Regions from separate parts of the Sus scrofa genome. Here region 1 is linked to region 2. A link is a contact called in public Hi-C data. All regions are on one chromosome and are shown on one strand. The core of a region is the stretch at or near the end of the contact, and the rest is flanking DNA. Distances in the headings are between cores, read along the strand shown.

Evidence for each region. Hi-C and Micro-C count contacts between places; a contact is called where the count stands out from the background.
Region 1: a Hi-C map of embryonic fibroblasts shows a contact between it and region 2, with 1.8 times the contacts expected there. The contact joins the enhancer-like site here to the promoter of MPPED2 in region 2. A contact is called at or near these places in 5 of 47 Hi-C or Micro-C datasets (embryonic fibroblasts, fetal heart ventricle, fibroblasts and 2 more).

What each region holds. Positions count from the first base shown.
Region 1 is chr2:30,152,603-30,159,170 of Sscrofa11.1, reverse strand. The region is part of intron 4 of MPPED2 (metallophosphoesterase MPPED2); the gene reads right to left. Among named protein-coding and RNA genes, the nearest start is that of MPPED2, 120 kb to the right of the region's middle. Within about 2 kb of position 2,455, at least 4 of the 83 cell types and tissues checked have an H3K27ac peak or open chromatin away from gene starts, as enhancers often do. A contact at or near this core is called in embryonic fibroblasts, where this site is marked.
Region 2 is chr2:30,037,962-30,044,239 of Sscrofa11.1, reverse strand. MPPED2 (metallophosphoesterase MPPED2) reads right to left here and starts at 3,898. Exons shown (of 7, transcript XM_003122896.5): 1 at 3,602-3,898.

The sequences.
Region 1 (6,568 bases), core at 1,206-3,705, 120 kb before region 2:
TGTACAAAAAAGTGATTCAGGTATATGTATACATACATCCATTCTTTTTCAGCTTCTTTTCCCATATAGATGATCACAGAATATTGGATAGAGTTCCCTGTGCTATACAGCAGGTCCCCATCAGCCAGTAATTCTATATACCTCAGTGTGCATATGCCAATCCCGATCCCCAGTCCATCCCTCCCCCCACCTGCCCCCTTTGTTTTCAAAGTCTGTGAGTGAGTCTGCTTCTGTTCTACAAATAAGTTCATTTGCACCTTTTTCTAAGATTCCACTTATAAGTAATATACGGTGTTTGTCTTTCTCTGACTTCATTTAACGCGATAATCTCTAGGTCCATCCATGTTGCGGTAAATGGCACTGTTTCATTTCCTTTTTTATGGCTGAGTAATATTCCACTGTACATATGTACCACATCTGATGAAACTCAGAATAAGAGATGTAGCAATAGCACAGCAGAATGAGTCAAGTCTAGCCCTGCTTCTCCAAATAAGTATGTCAGCATGAGAGTCATTTAACATTGCTTCTTACCAGTCTCCTCTGTAGTGAGAGGCATATATGATGCAGGTTGTTGTGAGGGCTGAAAGAAAGGTGTGTAAGGTCCTCCAGAGAGGCCTGGCCATAGAATAAGCCCTTAAAGCAACATCACCATCATCATGCCTTCTTCGATATCCTCTGCTGATTAGGAAGATATTTCTCTCTCTCTGAAGATATTAAAGAAGTAAATTTCGGTGCAAGGAACATGGCTTAACCCCTGAGATCTCTCCAAGGAGACAAGTTCAGGCTCCTTGTCAAGGTGTCCTGGAAGGTACCCCAAGAACTCCGCAGAGAGTGACTTGAGCCCAACTAGAACTGCATCTCTTAACCAGCAACATCAATGAATGGTTAGCAATCATTTCCACACAAGAAGATTTGCTGGCTCATGAGTGGTTATACTTGTGCTTGCCCCACCTCATCTGCCTCAAGTCATCCCGTGTAGGATTCTGACCTCTACAACTCTACATGGATATGCCTCCAAGGACAATGAGAGAAGGAGGCTTATAGGATGCACCGTCTAGGAAGGTACCTAAGTATATTCAAGGCAAAAAAATCAAACATCTCTCAAAATTTCTCCTTGGAAAAAGACTCAGTTAATGTTAACGGTCCATTATCAGGTTACTGTAATGATTGAATACTCATCAGCAAGTTAAAAGTCTAATCTTAATTTCTTCCTTACCCTCAGCCCATCAGTCTTAAATCTTCTAATTCTATCATCTCAATATGCCTTGAGTCTTGCTCTCCTTTTCATCTTCCCCGACAATGTTTTAAGGAAGACTCTCAACATCATCTTCCTGAACAATTACAACACTTCTGGATATTGTTCCCAGCTTCATTTCCTTCCTTACTCCCTTCATTTTTGTCCATACTGCTGCTGGAATTCTTTCCAATCGTTAAGTATAGACAAATGGCTCTTCTATCTCAAACTTTTCCATGGGTCACCAGAACCAGAAGATAAAGTCCAAACTCTTTCACCTGGTTCATCAGGCCCTTCACGGCCTTCTTATCCTGCCACACCCTGCATTCTAGGGCAGCAGAATTACTTGCAGATCCTACATTCTTAATTGCTTCTATTCACTGTATTTGTGCTCTTTTGGCCTGAAATACCTCTTATAGATTCTTCTCAGTCTTCCTGAAGGCTTTCCTACTCACCCAAATCTGCACTGGACTGAAGGCTTTCCTTACCCACCCAAAGCATCATGTCTGTCTCTAAAAGAATCTTGCAAAATTAGCTACAGCCTTTGTGACCATCTGTTAAAGGAGCTACTTGTCCTCTCTTTAGTAAGAGACCCATGAGGTCTTCTAGGGTCAATATTTTGTCTTGTTCCTTTTCATATTCCCAGCTTCTAGCACTATGCCTGGTACCACGTAGGTCCTCCATAAATGCTAGCTAACCTACTGCACAAATGGAACCCAAAATATCATAAAAATAAGTTTTTACCACTGAGAAAGAGCTCCAGAAGGATCCTTTGAGGGTGTCCATCTTCCCTAATTTGCTTTATTTTTCTCATGGACCCAGAATCCAAGGATCTTTCAAGGACAACAAATCAATTTAAAACACGGATGCAGAATAATCTCTCCAAACCTCGTGCCACCAAATGACAAAGAGCCTTTTTTGTTTCAAGGTTGGCAAGGTCAAGCGTGATTCCTGTTAATCCCTGGTACAGTGCACACCATCTGTGGACTGTATTTGTACAGATTACATTTAAACTTCAGGTGAAGCATGAGAGCCAAGAGAGGAAGGAACCCTGGGGTGGAGTTTAAGATACTGTGACCCAACACGGATTTTCAACTCAACACTCATGGGGAGGCTTCGAACTTTTGCTCCAAGTACATTCTCACAGTCTTGAGCACGCTAAGGACACCCTCCCATTGTCTAAGAGCCTATGTGAATACTACTCAATCTGCTTAGGATGTATCATTTTTTATGCCTTAGGAGGTAAGCTCCAGAGAGCAATGACCACAACACTCTTACTCACTGTTATATTCTCAGGGTCTGACTCACTAAATACTTGTTCGCTGACCCACAAAGGTTCATTTCTTTGGGAAGATACATGTTCCTGTATGTGCTCCTAAATTTTCAAATTCTTACAGTCTCTTCACAAAATATCAATCACCCATATGCACAAACTACCTTTAAAAAAAAATACACTTTCACTTCTAAAATGTTTGGAAAAGCAGAAAGAAAATTTAAAAATCACTGACAGGAGTTCCCATCATGGCGTGGTGTTTAGTGAACTCGACTGGGAACCATGAGGTTGCTTGAGGGTTCGATCCCTGGCCTTGCTCAGTGGGTTAAGGATCTGGTGTTTCCGTGAGATGTGGTGTAGGTTGCAGATGCGGCTGGATCCTGCATTGCTGTGGCTCTGGTGTAGGCCGGCAGCTACAGCTCTGATAGGACCTCTAGCCTGGGAACCTCCAAATGCCGTGGGTGCAGCCCTAAAAAGACCAAAAAAAAAAAATCACTAACAATCCCACTGGTTGGAGACACTCTTTTCATACACAGCATAGAGCTTTTTGCCCCGACCCCCGACTAAGTTAGGACCATAATCTGACTTCTTTCATCAAACAATCTTCTAAAAGAGCTTTTTTTCCCAACTCAGGATTATGTTCCATTAGCAGGTCATGAAAGGAATTTAGTGACCAGAATTTGAAAAATGAAATACACAATGAGATACTTCTTCGCATTCATTTGGATGGTTATTATCAAAAAAATAAGTGTTGGCAAGAAGATGGAGAAACTGGAACCCTTGTGCATCACCAATGGGCATATAAAATGGTATAGCCACTGTGGAAATGGTAAGGCAATTCCTCAAAAAAAAAAAATAAATAAATATAGCATAATGCAGCAACTCTGCTTCTGGCTGTATACCCCAAAAGCATGAAAGCAGGGACGTGAACAGCTATTCATTCATATATCTATGTTCACAGCAGCATTATTAACAACCAAAAGGCAAAATCACCCCAAATGTCCTTTGATAGGTAAATGAATAAACAATATGTGGCATATACCTACAATGGAATATTATTCAGCCTTAAAAAGGAAGGAAATTCCGACACATGCTACAACATAGATCAACTGTGGAGACATTATGCTAAGCTAAATGAGCCAGTCACAAAAGGTTAAGTATTATACAAACATATATAGATATAGTTCACTAATTTGTATGATTCCACTGGTACTAAATACCTAGAATTATGAAATTCACAGAGACCGAATGCAGAATGGTGGCTGCCAAAGCTGGGAGAAGGGGAAAGGGGAGTTAATTTTTAATGGGTATGGTTTCAAATGGGGAAGATGAAAACGTTCTGAAGATGAATAGTAGTGATGATGGCACAACAAAGTGAAATTTAAACTATGAAACAAGATAAAGTAAAAAAAGATAAATGTGCATCTTACACACAAAGGATAAGTATGCTCTATGAAATTTTAATTTCAGGTGAAAGTTTGTGCATATTTATTTTGGGTATAAAACAGATTTTTTTTATTATGAATTGTGGTCAATAAAGTTTAAAAATACTGTTCCAAAAATTATTTTTAATAGCTATATAAACTTCTATCTATCATATGGATATCCTGCAATTTTTAAACCAGTCTCCTGCTCTTAGACATTTAAATCATTTCCTCCCTTCCTTCCTTCCTTTCTTCCTCCCTCCCTCCCTTCCTCTTTTTGCATTTCGTTGTGTATATGGTGTAAGGTATGGGTCAAGGTTTTCCATACTGACATTTATTTGTCCAAGTGCCATTGATTAAATACCACTCTTTCTCCCTCAAATTGTCTTGGCATTGTGTCAAAATTCACTTGTCCATATACGTGTGGCTCTGTTTCTGGACTCATTTTTTTTCTCTTCCATTGATCTATAGGTCTATCTTTCACCATTACCATACTGTTTTGATTATTCAAAGCTTTAGAGCAAGTCTGGAAATCAGAGAATGTAAATCCACCAACTTTTACTTTTAATTACTTTTGGCCATTCTAGATCTTTTTGATTTTCAAAAAAAAAAAAAAAAAAAAATAGAATCGGCTTGTTTATTCCAAAAATCAAAAGTCTGCGGAGACTCTGACTCAGTTAGTAGACCGAGTTGCAGCTACAGATCTATCGGGGGAGAACTGAACAATCTACAAACAGTACATCTTTACTTAAGCCTTCTTTGATTCAGTAATATTGTTTAATTTTCAGTGAAAAGATACTCCAGATCTTTTATTATATTTACCCTTAGTATTTTATGGTTTGGGCACTATTGTAATTAACATTAAAAAATCATTTTCAATTTTATGTTGCTAGTATATAAATAAGCAGTTGCTTTTTCTACATTAGGCCTTCATGCTGTTACCTTGCTAAATTTGCTTATTACTTTTTCTTATTTCTCAATTCTTAGACATTCCTTAGAATTTTGTTGTTTTGTAGATTCCCTTGGAATTTTCTAAATTAACAATCATAACATACTAAAAAAAAATCATGCCTTTTCCTTTGCAATCTTCATTTCTTTTACTTCTTTTTTATGCTTAATTATACTGTTTAGGGCCTGCAAAAAAAAAACAAAAAAACAAAAACAAAAATGGGTGCATAGACGTGTGAGTCCAAGAAGCCTGATATTTTTCTGCTATTAGTTTGAAAGCATTCAATATTTACCATTAACTACGATGCTAACTGTAGGTTGTGACCCTATATCAGATGATGAAGTTCCCTTCCAGTGGAGTTTTTATGAATGAATATTTAAATTATTCAAAAGCTTTTTATGTATCTATCTGAAAAGACAAAATTCAAGTAAACAGATACCTGGAGGAGGACAGCAGAATAGTATGAGGGGAAAGCACACAGATAAGTACAAATGATGGTCAGTGGTCTAGTTCTCTGGCTGTGAAGAGGGTCAATGGATGTTCACTACATTATTCATAATGAATAAATAAATGCTAATAATTAAGGCAATGCACAGACGAGCGATGACAGTGTGTTATGAACCAAAGACTTGGGTAAACTTCATTCTGTCCATCTAAAAACAAATGTTTACAGAATCCTCATCTTGATCTTAGATTCCTGAAAAGTCTCAGTACCAACAAGATTCTGAGAGGCTCTGGTCACAAGGTCTATGAAATGGCTAAGGATTTATGAGATTCACTGATAGGTAAAATTTATGGACCATTCCAATTTAGGCACATCTTAGACACATGGTTAATCACGAGAAAAATCCCCTGAAGGAAGAGGAAACCATGCATATGTGTATTGTTTCTTTGTTTGCAAAGGTACAGGCTGTTGGACTGGGACAGGAAAGGTTCCTGAGGGTATAGGAGCAAGGAATAGAAGAGAGCCTGAAGGTAAGAATGGAGAAGGATTCTTAAAAGAGGAGTAAACTTGAGCTTGCATGCCTGAAAGCACATCCACATGTCAGGACGGTGGAACATTTTCCCAGAGGGGACTGGACGAGAAGCCTCTCTCGTCTTAGTATCTTAAACTAGGCTGAATGGAACACCAGGGAATACGCTGGAGGGCGGGAGAGCATGCTGGCTAAAGGGGTGGAAAAAGTGATGCAATCAGAAAGCTCTTGCCCATCTCTAATTTTATGACTCTCTGCAAAAAAGGAAGGCACTTCAAACCACTTCAAAATAAGATCACTGAAGACCTGGCTTGGGAGGCTGGATCCCATGAGAAAGAACGTCACCAAGATTTATTTTGTCTGCTGATAATCAAAGACTATGGCCAAAAGACACCTCCACCTGCCTGCTGCTTTATAGCAAATATATGGTGAAGTTTTTAACTAATGCAGAATAATTTCTCTGGGAATTGGGAACAGCAGGCAGAGAATCTATAAACGATGACACTGAAGAATAAGGCTTTCCTTTCCCACAACCTAAAGCTTGACAAATCATGCCAATGTTGTATTTCTTAGGGTATTTAAAAGAGCACAGCAAACAGAAAGCTCTCCTCCACCTGCTTGCTAACTGGTTTGGTTTTAAGAAGAGTGCATTCCCCAGGACAAACATCTCAAGAGAGAGAGAAAAAAAAACCTGTTACATTTTCTTTTCTTTTT
Region 2 (6,278 bases), core at 2,649-5,148:
ACTTAGTGTTTGCATAAATTAGAACGTGGTGTAAAAATTACATGGCAATTCTTATATGCCTGCCATCAATGTCTATTGTGTGAAATACAGAACATTAAAAAGCAAAGGAAAGAAATTTCATGTCTAGACCATTGTGACCTCTCCATAACAATCTCTGCACTTGGTGCCATGGAGCAAACTTGCTAATTAGACTAAGCAAAATGGCCTAGAAATGAAAGATACATACCCATAATATAAAAATCTGGGCAATGACTTAGCATCGGACCCTCCCATTTGAAGCCCAGAAAAGATGGAACTTAGATGGTGATCAATTTGTACTTTTATGTGGTCCACTGTATCCTAAAGTCAACATAGGATTGCCTTTTCTATCAAGTGAGATCTGTGCGTCTTTGCACCTCTGCCCTAGTAAGACAAATAGAACATCTTTTCACCAGCAAGCACAGGCCCCTTGTAACTCAGAAGGGCTAAATGGGTGGCTGGCACTTCATTTGAATTCATCTTTACCATGTTCTCTTTCAAATGTTTTATCGAAACAGTGCACCTGCAGCGTCTATCTTCTTTAATCTGGAGTCTTTTGAAGAAAATGTCAGACTGAGGCAGAGAGCTTCAAAACTTTCACAGGAACCTTTACAGACAAGTCAAGAAAAAGCTTATTTAAAAAAAAAATGCTACGTTCACCCCCACTCACATCACAAGTTGATCATATCCCAAGAATGGGAAACACCAACACATGGGAAAGGCAAAATTTTTTTTTTGGTAAACTCTAAGGAACAGAGGACAATCAATGGTCTCCACCTCTAACCTGAGAAATTTGGAAAAAGCTTGAAATGAGACAGAATGATATACTGCCTAAAACTACCAAGAAGCTGCATTGCCTTGTTTCATGTGTTTAGGCAGTAAAACCTTCTAAATGATCAGATTTTGGATCATCTCATCCACATCACACTTACATTACTCTTTATGTATAATATTTAAAGAAACCAGTATTCTTTTTAAAAATTTTCTATTTTTATACTTCAATACATTTGCTCCACAAAACAAAGGAACCCATTACTATATGCCAGGAATCCTAAAGAAAAATCTAAAAGGGACTGACACTGCCAAATATGCATGCTGATACTCCTTTGATTTTTCGCTTTAAGAAAAAAAAAAATAATGTGAGCACATTTTCATTTCCTAGACAGCAATCACTTCTTCTGTGCCTTAAGCTGTGCAACTTGCAATGTTCTTTTTCAGGAATCTAGTGGGAAAACCTTTTAAAGTCTGCTGGCAATGAAAGGATTAAAAACTGAGGAATTAAATAACTGTCTCCACCTCCTAGACACCGGTGAGTCCCATTTACCAAAAGTTTCAAAGCAACAACTCATGACCTCTCTACCCGAGCACCGCACCGCACAGCCTATGAGAAAGGAGCCCGTGATTTCCTGGTTTAAACAAGGATGCTCATTTTATTCACTAACCCTAAGAAAGATCATCCGACCGCCTGGCCAGATTTTGGAACTCATCGACTCCAACTCCGCCAAATCTCGCTCCCTCCTCCCTCTGCCGCACAGAGCGAGTGCTTTTTAAACTCCCATCCTTACTCTTTTATGCCCATCTCCAATTACTCATCCCTGTATTCCGGAGCTGTATTCCAGGCGGCTTCTCCGCCAGGGTTTTAGAAGGATGCACAAAGTTCCATGTGCCTCTGTCCACTGAAACCCTCCCTCCCGACGCACTTACACCTGAACTTGTCTCCAGCACTGCGGACACCCGGCTGGCACATTCTTTCGGAAAGGAAGGGCAGGACTTATCTCCCGCGCCTCTGGCAACGAGTAGAGTCTATATATGGTGGGGCGGGGGGCGCGGAGTTCTCTACTTTGGATTGGTGTGTTTGTTTTAAATCTAGGGTAGGCAGGTGGCGGGGGGGGGGGGGTCAGAAACTACACACACACACACACACACACACACACACACACACACACTCGTGCGCGCGCGCACCCTGCCCTCCCGGCTCAAGGCCGGCTCGTCCCAGCTACAGCTCCCCCTTCCTTCCTGGAGCACCAGCTCGCCTTACTCTCTCAGTCCCCCGAAGCCACCGCCGTAGTCTCCACTGCCGCCGCCGCTGCTGGCACTGTTGGCGCTGGCGCTCGCGGCCCCAGGCTCCGCTGGGCGCCTGTCTTTCTTTCTCTCCCTCTCCCCCAGCCCCAAATTGATTGATGACCACCAGCGGCCAATGGCTCTGACACCGCGCCATCCTCGCTCGAGCATCACAGCCCCACGCCCCCGACGTCAGCCTCCAGGGCGTGTTGGCATCCCCGAACCGTCAGAGCGCAGCCCGCGCCCGGAGCTGCCGCCTCCTCCCGGCTCTCTGCTGGGCTGCTTCCCTAGAGCGGCGGAGAAAGGAGGAGAGGGAGCCAGCAGGCGTTGGAAGGGAGTGTGAAGGCCACGGATTTTTCCCCTCTTTGGAATCTTTTTTCCACTTAAAGTTTTGTTTTTTTCCACCCTGACCTGTTTGTGTTTGTTTGCAGCATCTCAAATCAATTACACATTTTTCATAACCCGCATTTGCACTTAATTTGGGGTGTGTGGGAGTGCGCGTGGAATAAATCTACTCCACTGGGGCATCCTTAATTTCTTTTCTTGCTGGTGGATTTTAATCCCCTCCCCAATCTCTAGGAAAATGCCCCCTTCACCTCCTAGGCCTCAAAACCCAGGAATTCAAAGGCTTTACAAAGATAACCCAGTTACATGTAAATAGCAAAGAAACTCCAGCCTCTCCTGGGAAGAAATCGGGAGGCAACGGTTACTTTTCTCGTCGCTCGTACCCCGCCACCCAGCCCGAGTCGCCAGCTCGCTCCGCAGGCTGCGATCGCGGAGACCGGGGGCGGCGGGGGAGAGCGAGGTCGGGGCGCGGGGAGAGGGTGAGAAACAGACCCGCGCGAGAGCGGCGCGCGCGCAGGCGGCCCGGGGGTGGCCGCGGAGCGCAGCCGGAGCACAAAGCTGCGCGGCGCCTTACCAGCCACTGCACCTCGCTCGGGCTGCCGCGGGCGCCCGGGGCTCGGGCCAACACAATGCACCCGGGCCTAGGCCGGGGCGGCTCGAACACATAACCCCGGGACTTTCTAGTAAACAGCTCGCCGTGCCCTTGTCCCCACCCCCAAACCCGCCGCCTGGCTTTCGCCGCTGCCCTACGCCTACACCCCTTCCTTCCCTCCTAAGAAATCCCGGAGGAGGAGGGAGAGGAGTGGTGGGGACCCCGGGAGGTCGGGGGGCGAAGACATGGGGCGGGGGAGGAGGGGAGAAGAGCAGAGGGGCAAGATGGGGAGCGGAGAGGAGACAGCTCCTAAAAAAGAATTCGCTTTCGTTCGGGGGTTGAAAATAAGCCCTCCTCGGGTTCCGAATTGCCCGGGAAGCGCCTGCTCGTGCGAATGTCAGGGGCACCAGGGCAGCCGCGGTCCGCAGCCTCCGAGCCCTTCGCACGCGCCTCTGACAAGGCACCTCTCACCCGGGCTCCGCTTTGTGTGTGCATTTTTTTCCCTTCCTCTCGCGCGCGGCACCGGGCGCCCGGCCGCCTCCTCCCCCTCCCCCGCCCTCCGCCTCCCTTCCCGGGGCGGATTACCTTTCCCGGGCTGCGCTCCGGGTCCCGGGGATGCCTTCAGCGCCCGGCGAGCAGGCGATCCATCGCGGAGCAGCCGGAGCCGGCTGGGGGCGCGCGGGGGCGGCGAGGGGCGCGGGCGGGCCAGAACCTTCGACCCCGGAGGTCCCGGCGCGGGCTGGGGCGGGGGATCGGGGGGCGCGGCGCTAGAGTGAGGCGGGGGGGAGAAAGGACGGGAGCAGTCTCGCTCTGGGGAGAGAGCAAGAGAGGGGGCGAGGAGAGGGAGCGAGGGCGCGGCGAGCCAGAGGGAGCGAGAGCGGTGCAGTGACAGGGACTGCCACTGGGGTCAAAGGAGCACAGCTCCAGGAAGCAGGGCGGCCGAGGCGTCGCTCCGTGCGCGCTCCCCGGCGGGACCCCGCGCCCCCGCGCGCCCCTACTGTAGCCCAGGCCCGCTGGAACCTCCGCTGGCGCCCCGAGGCACCGGGGTTGCAAGAGGAGGAGGGAGCTGAGGGCGAGGCCGGCAGCCTGCGGGTGCTCCCGGGTCAAGCAGGCGGCAGGAAGCTGTGCTGCAAGTTCATCATCATGAGTGTGATCAGCGTAAAAATGATAGGGGATAGGAGAAGGTGGCTGCGGAGCCCCAGGGAAATAAAGGGAGTTTTCCCTCCAAATGGGCGTCTTCTGCAAAGGGAACACACCCAGGCCCCAGGCCCCCCACCCACCGACCTGCCAGGCGCTGTCTGGAGTCCTGGCACAGCTCCAGGGCGAAGAGCTGGCGGCGGGGGCAAGGGGAGAGGCTTGGGGCACTGCCCTCAAACCAAGGAAGGCGACCCTGGTCCCCTCCCGTCTGCTGAGCTTCGACTTTCCTGGGGGAGAGCTGTGCACCCTTTTCTCAAGCCTTTCAACCACACACACACACACACACACACACACCACACACACACCCCTTTCTTTCTGCAGTGTTGTTCCTGAGAAAGAAAAGGCCAACCCAGCTGATAATGCTTTCACCTCCATGAATTAAGGCAGGTTCAGTATAGGGAGGCAAGGAGAGGCAAAGACGCTAATTGTTTCCATTTTTGTCTTTGGGGCACATTTCCCCCAAAGGATAAGCAATTCAAAAACGTTGTAAAAATCAAAGTTTGTCCCTTTTTCTCTACTACTTTGGATTACGGAAGAAAAGGTTTTCAGGAGGGTATGCAAGCAATCTAAGGAAAGGGAAAGCCACTGAAATGCTAGAAGACAAGGGACAATTAAGGCAAGGCTTTTAGAAAACTTGGTGGGGGGGGCGGGGCGGGGGAAGGAGGCTGACCGTGAAAGATGAGGTGGCCCTGTGATGTTATGCCATTGTCGGAGCTGAAGGTTTTGGACACCAACCAGCTCTCATTCCTTTCCAGGAGTCAGACTCAAAAATCTAGGCATTCTCCAAAGGAAAATCCAATGGGTAGTGTGTGAGAGGGAGAAGTGTGCTGAGTATACTGTGTGACAACTGACTAGACATCCTGGCTGAAATTATATCCCCTAAAAATAAAAAAAAAGGAGCCATTTCAACATGGTCTGCGGCCTCTGTGCTGAGACTAATTGGTTTCCAGGGTCTGGGGAAGACGGGAGAGGGGCTTGTAGGAGCCTCTATAAAAAAAAGATCAAACGGAATTCACTTAAAAATATTTCCTTTTTTACAATGGGCTTCCTTGGCACTTGAATTTTAAATAAGCTATTTCTTATGTCTGAGCTGAAATGAAGGGGAAATGGTCTTGCTAATGTATTTATTTTGTTGTGCAGTATGTCCAGAGTGTTGGTTCTTGTCAAACGTGCTAGAATCAAGCAGACAGTCACTTTCCTTGCCCAGCACAAACCATCGCCAGTGGCATTGATGTTGAAGAATGCCAAAGATGGGGTAGAGGGCACCTTTATATTTTGTTTTTGTTTTCCAGCCCAGCAGCAAATACTGACTAGAATCATGTTTTTGAAGAAATGCTGGGTTTTATTTTCTTTATTCTGTGAATTACTACTACTTATCTAAATGGTTAAAATTTTTCATCTGATTTTGACTGATTTAATCAGTCAAGAAAAGAAAAAAAAAGAAAAGAAAAGAATCAGGACCAGCTAAATAATTTCTGTGGTTTTTTTCTTCCTTAAAAAAATGATAGTCAATCAAAACAGCAAAACTAGTTCGTACATGATCTTAAACCAAAATAATGTGCACACACAAAATAAATAATAACCTGTTCTACTTTAGTGGTACATTTTACTGGATACTTAATGCTATAAAAAAAAATCAAGTGAGTATCCTTTACAAAGTTGATGGAAAATTGTTTATCATTTTACTGCGTGGGGAAAAATGGAGGTAAAAAAGCTTAAAATTGTAACTTGTAATATAGGAAGATGTCAGCCTCTACTGTGTTCTTGCTAGTCAATTATCCATTGAGAGGTAGTGACCAAGCTGTATTAGGGTTATGAATTTTTATTTCCATTAGTCTACCAAAATAGAGAAGCTACAGAAGTATAAGTGAATTTAAATAATAAATTGGGAACAAAAGGAACTCACTTTTCAAATAATTCTCATCCCGTAGATTTGAACTTAATGCATTTTGTTAAATCATATTCTCCATCAATATAGCTACCTACACTAAAAGCTTGTTTTAAAATGATTGGATGTGAACCATGTCTGTCCCTGACATTAGCTTTGAAACATCAAGCCTTGTTA